Linked DNA regions of Rattus norvegicus: region 1 is linked to region 2. Evidence: chromatin contacts called from public Hi-C data. All regions are on one chromosome and are shown on one strand. Each heading gives the region's core, a stretch centred on a gene start, on an enhancer-like site or on the middle of the called end of the contact. The rest is flanking DNA. Distances are from core to core; before and after follow the strand shown. Region 1 overlaps Nsf (N-ethylmaleimide sensitive factor, vesicle fusing ATPase). Region 2 has its middle 8.5 kb from the start of Wnt3.

Region 1 (4,081 bases), core at 505-3,004, 140 kb before region 2:
AAAATATTTAGAAAATAATTTCTGTAGATTATTGTAGCTGGAAACTTTATTTTAGGCTCAACAGATGGTCTCTCCTGTGACGTCTGGAATTATACTTACATTAAAATAAGAATGTTAATTGGATTTGCATGTATATTTCTAATTTAGAAAGTGAGATAACCCCCCCCCCTTAATTGTGTCTATGAGACTGGTCACATCTTTGGGTAACTTATATCTTTCACTTGGTTGTAAAATTTCATATTTTCTTCTAAAAACTGCAAATAGAGATTAGAATATTGTGACAAGAGTGACAAAAGGGTTTAAGCAGAGACACAGTTATGGGTAGACCTAGAGAACAGATGAGGTCGTATTCCTGCAGACAACTCTCCCTGATCCCATGCTAGCGTCTTTGTCTTCAGGTATTTTCAAATGCATGGTATATACCTTCCTGCTTTTAAATATACTTTTTTAGAGAACTAAAACTAAGGAAATTCTAGCTGGGCTTGGTGGCACTTGCCTTTAATCCCAGCACTCTGGAGGCAGAGGCAAGCAGATGGCTCTCTGAGTTTGAGGCTAGTCTGGTCTATAAAATGAGTTCCAGAACAGCCAGGGCTCTGATACATAGAGAAAGCCTGTTTCAACAATAACAACAACAACAACAACAATACACACACACACACACACACACACACACACACACACAGAGAGAGAGAGACACACACACACACACACACACACACACACACACACACACACGAAATCCTTAAGTTCTTTCTACCCTGGATAACAGCGCCACCATTTGTACCAACACAGCAGTGTGTAGCTTAGAAGGTCGTGTTGGAAGGTGACTTGAGTGAGCTTGGTAGCTAATGGCTGCTGCCCTTGAGCATTCTCAGATGTCCTGTTCAGACATTTACTGTGCTTACCCCTTATGCGCAGTTTTGTGAGGAATAGTCGGGATGGATAAATGAGTGATGAATCACCTCACTTCTCATTGTAGCTCTTATGTTGGCAACGGGTGTTTCTACAAAGAAACTTCATTTTCAGCACCCCTGGCAATAACCTCATAAATGTTAGAGCCAAAGAACAAATTTTTAAGAGCACTGGAATATCAGCTAGCAAGTCACTCAGCGGCTTTGAACAGCATCCCGGGAGTAGGTTTACAGCTCCCCGTGGAGAGGGGCTGTGTCTTGAGAGCCAGGGAAAAGGCGAAGGGACACAGAGTCACTTCTGACCCACTCTTTGAATCTGTTGTTTTTGTCTCCCTTTCCCTGTCCCTCCCTGACTAAGTCCATTTCCAACCTTCGTGCCTAAGAATTCTTTTGAAATTCAGGAGGAAAGCAGCTCTCTCCTCTGGAGGCTATAAGGGGCCTTTCAGTCACACCCAGAGTCTCTCGAATGCTAAGAACACCCTGAGTAAGCCATAGGGGAAGAAAGGGCTCTGAGCTCTGTGAGCGCCATGTTGTGGAGAAGGGAGTTCTCTCTAAGATTAACATAAACACTGACAGTCTGGGAATGCATTTCACACCCCCACTCAGGAGGAGAGGTTGCAATTTAAATGGGGGTTAAGACATCTCTGCGAACTCCCGGGCTCTGTAAACGGAGCCCTGAGGCTAAAGAGCTTATCTGAAATTTGAAAAAAGGGGAGGGAAAAAAAATGAAGGTTTCTGACATTCATCTTTTTTTCCTTGTATTAGTCATAACTTGCTTTTCAGCTATATTTTAGGTTTTGGATGCCAACCTGACATCTGTTCAAGTCTGCCTGTAATTTATTAGCAGAGGAAGAGAAAGCAGTTGCTCACCATGGGGAGACGCAGGCCTCTCTCCCAGCCTTTGGGCTGGATTTAAGGAATGCAAGACTTACTAATTCTCACTTCAGGTCAGGATCAGTAGAAAGGTTTTCATTCGTTCTTTTTCTAACTCAAAGAAAATAGTTTATGATCCTGCAACTCCACCGTCTCTTCTGCAGGATAGAGGCAAGGGGTATGTGCTTGACACAGGACACCTAGAGGTAAGGCAGCCTTGTGCAGGTAGAAATGTGTTTTACCCTGGATTTCTTTCTCATTGTTTGCCTCCCCTGCCCACTCCTTTCTGATCTCCCTTCTTCCTTTCCTTTTCTAGCCCAGGCTGGCCTGGAAATCACTGTGCAGCACCGACTGGCCTCACATGTGAGCCACCTGCCTCAGTCTGCCGAGTGCCAGAATTAGAGACACGGAACACAACACCTAGTCCCACTGCTTTTTAACGTTTATATCACATTTACCCTTGAATAGGAATAATGTAGCTGCGTCTGTATCTCGAGACCGCATGCCGAGTCAGGCAGTGTTTTAAAGTTTATAAGCAGACTTTTGAAAAGTCCGTCTTTGGGCGGTGCAGTCAGCTGGTAGAGTACATAGTGGATCAGATTTCCTGGGAACATTGGCGTTGCCAATAACTGGGTCATTAGAGCTAAAGTGTAATCTCTGGAGTATGCAGCTCTGCGAGAGAAGGCTAGACCGGCGTGCCATCAAGTCCCAGGTTCAATCCCCAATAGTAACAAGCAACCAGACAAGCTAGCAAACAAACCTCCAAAAACGTTTAAAAGATGACCCGACTGTGCCCCAGGAAAGAAATGACAAGGGGAGCTGTGGGGCACAGCACCGTAAAATACAGACATGAATAACAAAACATGCCAGCCGGGCATGGTGGCACACGCCTTTGGGAGGCAGAGGCAGGTGGATCTCTGAATTCAAGGCCAGCCTGATTTACAGAACAAGTTCTAGGACAGCCAGGGCTACACAGAGAAAACCCTGTCTCAAAACAAAACAAAGTAAAACAAATAAATGTAATATAAAAGACCCACTGAATAGGAAGAAAATGTTTGCTTCTGTAAGGGGTGAAGACCAAACAGAAACCTTGTTTCTTTTCTGTTTCTCTGTGTATTTTGAGCACGTACTTTTTTTTTTTTTTTTTTTTTTTTTTTTTAATACAAGGTGTCTCTTTATAGTCCTGGCTGTCTAAGAACTCACTCTGTAAACCAGGCTGGCCTTGAACTCTCAGAGATCTGTCTGTTTCATCTCTCCTGAGAGCGGGAATTAAAAGATGTACCGCCATACCCAGCCCTGGTCTGTGTTTTTTATTAGTTTGTTTAAGATTGTACAGTTTTAAAACAAGCAAATAGATACCAGCACAGGCTGTCTTCAGGTGAGATATTAGCTCAGGCTATCTCTTAGGATGACCCTTAGAACAGAAAGACATCTGGCATAGGTCTGTCCCTTGGCCTTCACAAAGCTCAAAGGGTTCCAGGCCCAGATTCCCTGATGGCTGAGTGGCAGGGGGCAGGCAAGACACCTGTCCTACTCCACTGACGGGAGAAAGGGTTTCTTGATAGGTAATAATGTCCTGTCAACTCTGTTCTCAGTAGTTCCCACATAGTGATGGGTGTACTCCTGTGTCTTCTCTCCAAATGGGCAAACAAATATTTTTGTGGAGGCCTTTAGGTGTCTGGCTAAGAAACACGAGAGAGGAAAGAGTAGAAGAAGGATGACTTGGGAGAGCAGAATTTCTGACAACTGCAAAACCACATCCAAATTTATCTTCAGGAATCAGAAGCCTCTTGAGGAATCAGCGCCCCCTGACCCTGCAGTGAAACAGTGCCTCTTCTGTCTTATGGCTGCCGCCACTGAGTGCTAGCACTTGTGAATCAGGAGACCCTGTTCTAAATGCTTGGCTTGTGTTTTATACATTAACGTGTTTAATTCTCACAACAACCTTGTGAGGTGTCTCCTGTATTGTTCCCATTTTATGGAGCAAGAAACCAAGGCTCAGGGAGAGAAGTAAAGGAGTTAATCCAAGACACCCAGTAAACAGTAGGAGCAGCTTTGAGCCCAGCATGGCCTCAGTTCATGCCCTTGACCTCTTTATTGTTCTTCTTTAATGAAAGCCCACTATCAGAAACCACTGGAGTGGGTCTTCTTGAACCCAGTGTGGAGGCGTCCGCCTTTGAATTAGCCACAGCTGTTTTAGCCCTGGCATCATTAATCTGCTGGACCAGAGAACCACTTAGCACAGAAGCCAGCTGCCCTGCGCACTGTAAACAGCTCTTTCTAGCAATCCCATATGT
Region 2 (4,180 bases), core at 1,578-4,077:
CTATAAGAAAGCAAGCTGAGCAAGCCAGGGGAAGCAATCCAGTAAGCAGCATTCCTCCGTGGCCTGTGCGTCAGCTCCTGCCTCCTGGTTCCTGCTCTATGTGAGTTCCAGTCCTGACTTCCTTTGGTGATGGACAGCAATGTGGAAGTGTAAGCTGAATAAACCCTTTCCTCCCCAGCTTGCTTCTTGTTCATGGTGTTTTGTGCAGTAATAGAAACCCTAACCAAAATCACACACACACACACACACACACACACACACACACACACACACACACACACACAGAGGCAGAGGCTTTATTTAGGAACAGGAAGCCAAGTTTGTTCTCTCCCACCTGGCTCAGAGATAAATGGTGACCAGTCTGGCCAATTTGCAAGGGCCCAAAGGAGACAGGAAGGGTGGGGGTCGGCTGGAGGACTTGAGATTTCTAGAAAGTATTTAGGGGAACTTTGAAAACGAGATGGAGAGAGCAGTCTCCTGCTTTGGGGCACTGCTATCCAGTTACCCCTCGTTGGGACATTATTATATCTTGGTGGGATGCTATAAGAATACCTGACTGAGACTGAAGTAGAGACTTTAGACCAGGGTGGAAGAAACTGAGTCTCTCAAGGCATTAACTGCCCTCAGAATCCCATCTTGGATTTTGTGTGTGTGTGTGTGTGTGTGTGTGTGTGTGTGTGTGTGTGTGTGTGACTCAAGATGATATATTTTCCTAATCCCACTCCTTGCAGCCAAAGGTAGGTAGCATTGAGTTCCTCCCCTACAATAGCATCTGGTGCTCAAAGTATTGGACATACTTGGGGACAATACTCCAGCCTGACCAGTTAGTAGGGTGACCGTATGAGTCAGTAGTGAGTCCTCTGTGGCCCAGATATTCCCAGTAGGGCAGGAAGTTTGATGGCCTCTCTGCTGTCCAGGGGATCTGGGCAATGCTTTGGTTCACCCTTTTGGTCCATGAGAGTCTCTCCTCAGGAGTGGGAGGACAAGGAGAGGAAGAAAGCTGTTCAGATACCTACTTCAGACACTGTTGTAAAGGTAGACAGGTCAGGGCCCAGAGAAGCTCAACCTGCTGTCCTCAATCAGAATGTGAGGGGGTGGGGAGCCACAGGGCCCCCAGCCAAGTTTTCTGTTGTTGGGCTTCGTGGTCATAGGCACTGTACTGACCCTCTTTGACTATGACCATTCCTGTAGATTGGTGTGACCTAATTAAGAGTCCTTTTGGTTGCGACAGCTAATGACTGGGCATTCTATTTCTCCACCATTACTAATGGTCACTATCCTTGATGTCCTTGTCTCACAGGACAGACCAGGACACCAAACAGGAGCTTTAGCTGTGGGTCCCTGGAAGTGGCTACCTCAACCTTCCATGACACTTGGTATAGGTGAGGGTGGCATCTAGCCCCAGGAGGTACACTACTCTCAGGGCTGGGGCAGTGTCCACCGGCCCTCTTGGCATGCTCCAAGCAGTCTGGGGAGATACCGGGGTCCCGGAAGGGAGGGGAGAAGAGACATAGAAGGTGCAGCATGCACACGCGCTTGTGTGCACACAGTGGTGGCTGCCCCCATGAATGTACTGAAGGTTGCCAACTGGAGTTTAAGCCTCGTTCCATCACACAAAGCTGCCACTCTGGGGGCTTGACCCCTCCAATCCTGCACCCCTGGGGCCAGCTGATCTGCCCGGAGGGAACTGGCCCCAGAAGGGCCTGGTTGCTGGCAGCCAAGTGGCTGGGAGGGAAGTTTTAATGATACACAACACAAGACACAGGGGGGAAAGGAAAAGGGGGGGTGGGTGGAGAAAAGAAGGGAGGTTGGGGGGGGAGAAAGAAAGACCTCCTGCCAGGCCCGTTGCCAGGAGACGGCCAGGCAGCCAGAATCAGCCCTGCTCTTTTCTCAGTTGCCTTTAAGCACCGAGAGAAAACCCGGGCCATAAAGGGGGACATGTGTTGCTGGGGTGTAAAGCTAGCCTCTGCAGTTAGGGGAGCCCCTGCCCCCCCCCACTGCCGCAAGAGCCTCTTGTGCCCCTAGCCCTCCCCCTCCTGGAGGTTACAGATGAACGGGGCTGGCCCACAGAGTCTCTGGAAAAAAAAAAAGATTCAGGAGCCGGTGGTCCTAGCTGCTGAAATGCCCCAGACACTTCTGAGGTGACACATACCAGCCAGGGCCCCAGGAAGCCAGCAGTGTTGACAGGATATCGAGACAAGGGGTGTGTCATGGTTTCTCCAAGGAAAGACATTTCTGTTGGTTTTGGGTGACTGGGGGTTCATTGGGGTTTGGGAGGGAGTGTGTGAAATCCAGGGCTTCTCAACGGAAAACTCAGAAGGGACGCTCAGGAGCCAAGTCTTGGAGCTGGCATTCTCGTTCATGGAGAAAACGAGTCACCTGGGGCTGGGTCTTAACACTTGGAGAATGTACCTGTAGCTACTGGTGGCCAGGTCTGTGGCCAGATGGGGTCCACCACGTAACCAGGGGGCTATGCTGACAAGAACTGTGGTGAAAGTAAGGACTCAAGGATCCAGACCCCTGGCCGTTCGTGGGAGATGCATTACCTGAGCGGGCTGGGACAGGTGCTGTGGCTCGTGGGCCTCATGGGGCCGTGGAAGCTGGGCTGAGCCCTTCCAGGTTCCTGTGAGAGCAGAAGTCCCCTGGGCCAAGGCTGCTGAGACCAAATCCCCTTCTGGCCTCATCACCAATCCCCTGAGACTCAGAACCGGTGTTGGCAGGAGATGAACAGCTGTCTTCTCGGTTCTCGGGCTGAACTGCTGACATCTGTTTAGTCATTGGGGGCACAGCTGGCTGGTTGGAGGCTGCCATGAGCAGACATTCCTGTGTGCACAGCCTCCTCCCCCTGCCAAATTTCTCTGGCTATTCCCAGGTATTGCTCTGTGGGGGAAGAGTCAGGAAAAGTATGGCAGGGAGAAGTACTGAAAAAAAAAATCAGACATTGTGTGCTCTTCTCACTCTCTCCTGTCTCTCTCTGTCTCTCTGTCTCTGTGTCTGACTGTCTCTCTCTCTCTCTCTCTCTCTCTCTCTCTCTCTCTCTCTCTCTCTCTTCCATGTTCTGGAAATTAAACCCATGGCCTCATCTATGCTAGACAAGGGCTGTAGTACAGCCACACACCCCTATCTCTCTTCTGGGTCTTAGGTGGGTCTGGGTTCATGGCTTTATTTCTTGAGATGGAAGTCTCCCCCTAGGAACCTCCCTGACTTCAGCCACTCTCTCTATGCCTTTCAAATCTATCTCAGTTTAGTGACTTACCAACCCAGAGTGACCCAGATAAGTCACCAAGGTTTGTTTCCAAAAGCTCAGGGCTAGAAGTCACATGAGTGAAGTAACAGGCGCCTCCATACGGGATGGAGAGACCCACCTAGGATGGCAGGAAGGGAGTGTGTCCAGGTCCTTGTCCACTCTACTCTCCATCTGAGATGGTGAGCTTGAATCACCTTCTCTGAACCATAGCCCTTCCCTGAAGTGATCTTGGGAGACAGTGAAGTGGCAAGAGCTCTAGGCCACCATAGGCCTCCTGGGAATTGTACCCTGAAAGACCTAGGACCCGAGGTCTGGGTGGATGGTAAGGATGAGAGTGACACCTGCTGGAGAATACATGAATAGCAGCGAGAGACTGGAGGGCCCCCCTTCCCTCCCCTAGGGATAGCCTCAGGGGGGTGCATAGGAGTCCAGGGAAAGGCAGGGTCCAAAGCCGTCCTTTGCACTGTTGCTTGTGTTTGGATTTCAGTCACAAAAGAGAGTTTCAGGACCCGCATTGCTTGGTCATGTCCCCAGAAGTAGGGCCTAGTTCTTTGTATATTCTGTGTGTCTGGTAGGTTTTGAGGGCAAAGGACAAACACACATCTGGCACGCGCTTTGTATGCCTTTGTGTTTTATTGCCCCGATAAAAGGAGGGCAGAGTTCAATCCCGTCACATAACAGACATCAATGATTAAAACTATCACCCGCTAAGGAAACAGGAGGGACAAACAGAGCGCTGCGTCTGACACCTGACATATTCAAAGTGCTGGCACACACAAGCCTTTGGGGAGAGTGGCCGGCCTCCTCCCGTGCGCCAGGCTGGAGGCGAGTTGGTCTAGACCACAGGGCGATGTGCTGATGGCCTTTACCCCAGACACCTAGGTGGGCAGCTTGTCGCCGGCGGGGATGATTTAAAAACTAGAGGTGTGGTTG

What was found. Hi-C and Micro-C count contacts between places; a contact is called where the count stands out from the background.
Region 1: a contact with region 2 is called in a Hi-C map of the A7r5 cell line, with 9 times the contacts expected there. The contact joins two enhancer-like sites. A contact is called at or near these places in 12 of 12 Hi-C or Micro-C datasets (the A7r5 cell line, the Rat2 cell line, Schwann cells and 7 more) and 1 of 1 datasets of contacts at active chromatin or transcription factors (oligodendrocytes).

Annotation. Positions count from the first base shown.
Region 1 is chr10:89,309,009-89,313,089 of GRCr8, reverse strand. The region is part of intron 8 of Nsf (N-ethylmaleimide sensitive factor, vesicle fusing ATPase); the gene reads left to right. Among named protein-coding and RNA genes, the nearest start is that of Nsf, 46 kb to the left of the region's middle. Within about 2 kb of position 1,754, at least 4 of the 93 cell types and tissues checked have an H3K27ac peak or open chromatin away from gene starts, as enhancers often do. A contact at or near this core is called in the A7r5 cell line, where this site is marked.
Region 2 is chr10:89,169,623-89,173,802 of GRCr8, reverse strand. No RefSeq gene overlaps it. Among named protein-coding and RNA genes, the nearest start is that of Wnt3, 8.5 kb to the left of the region's middle. Within about 2 kb of position 2,827, at least 4 of the 93 cell types and tissues checked have an H3K27ac peak or open chromatin away from gene starts, as enhancers often do. A contact at or near this core is called in the A7r5 cell line, where this site is marked.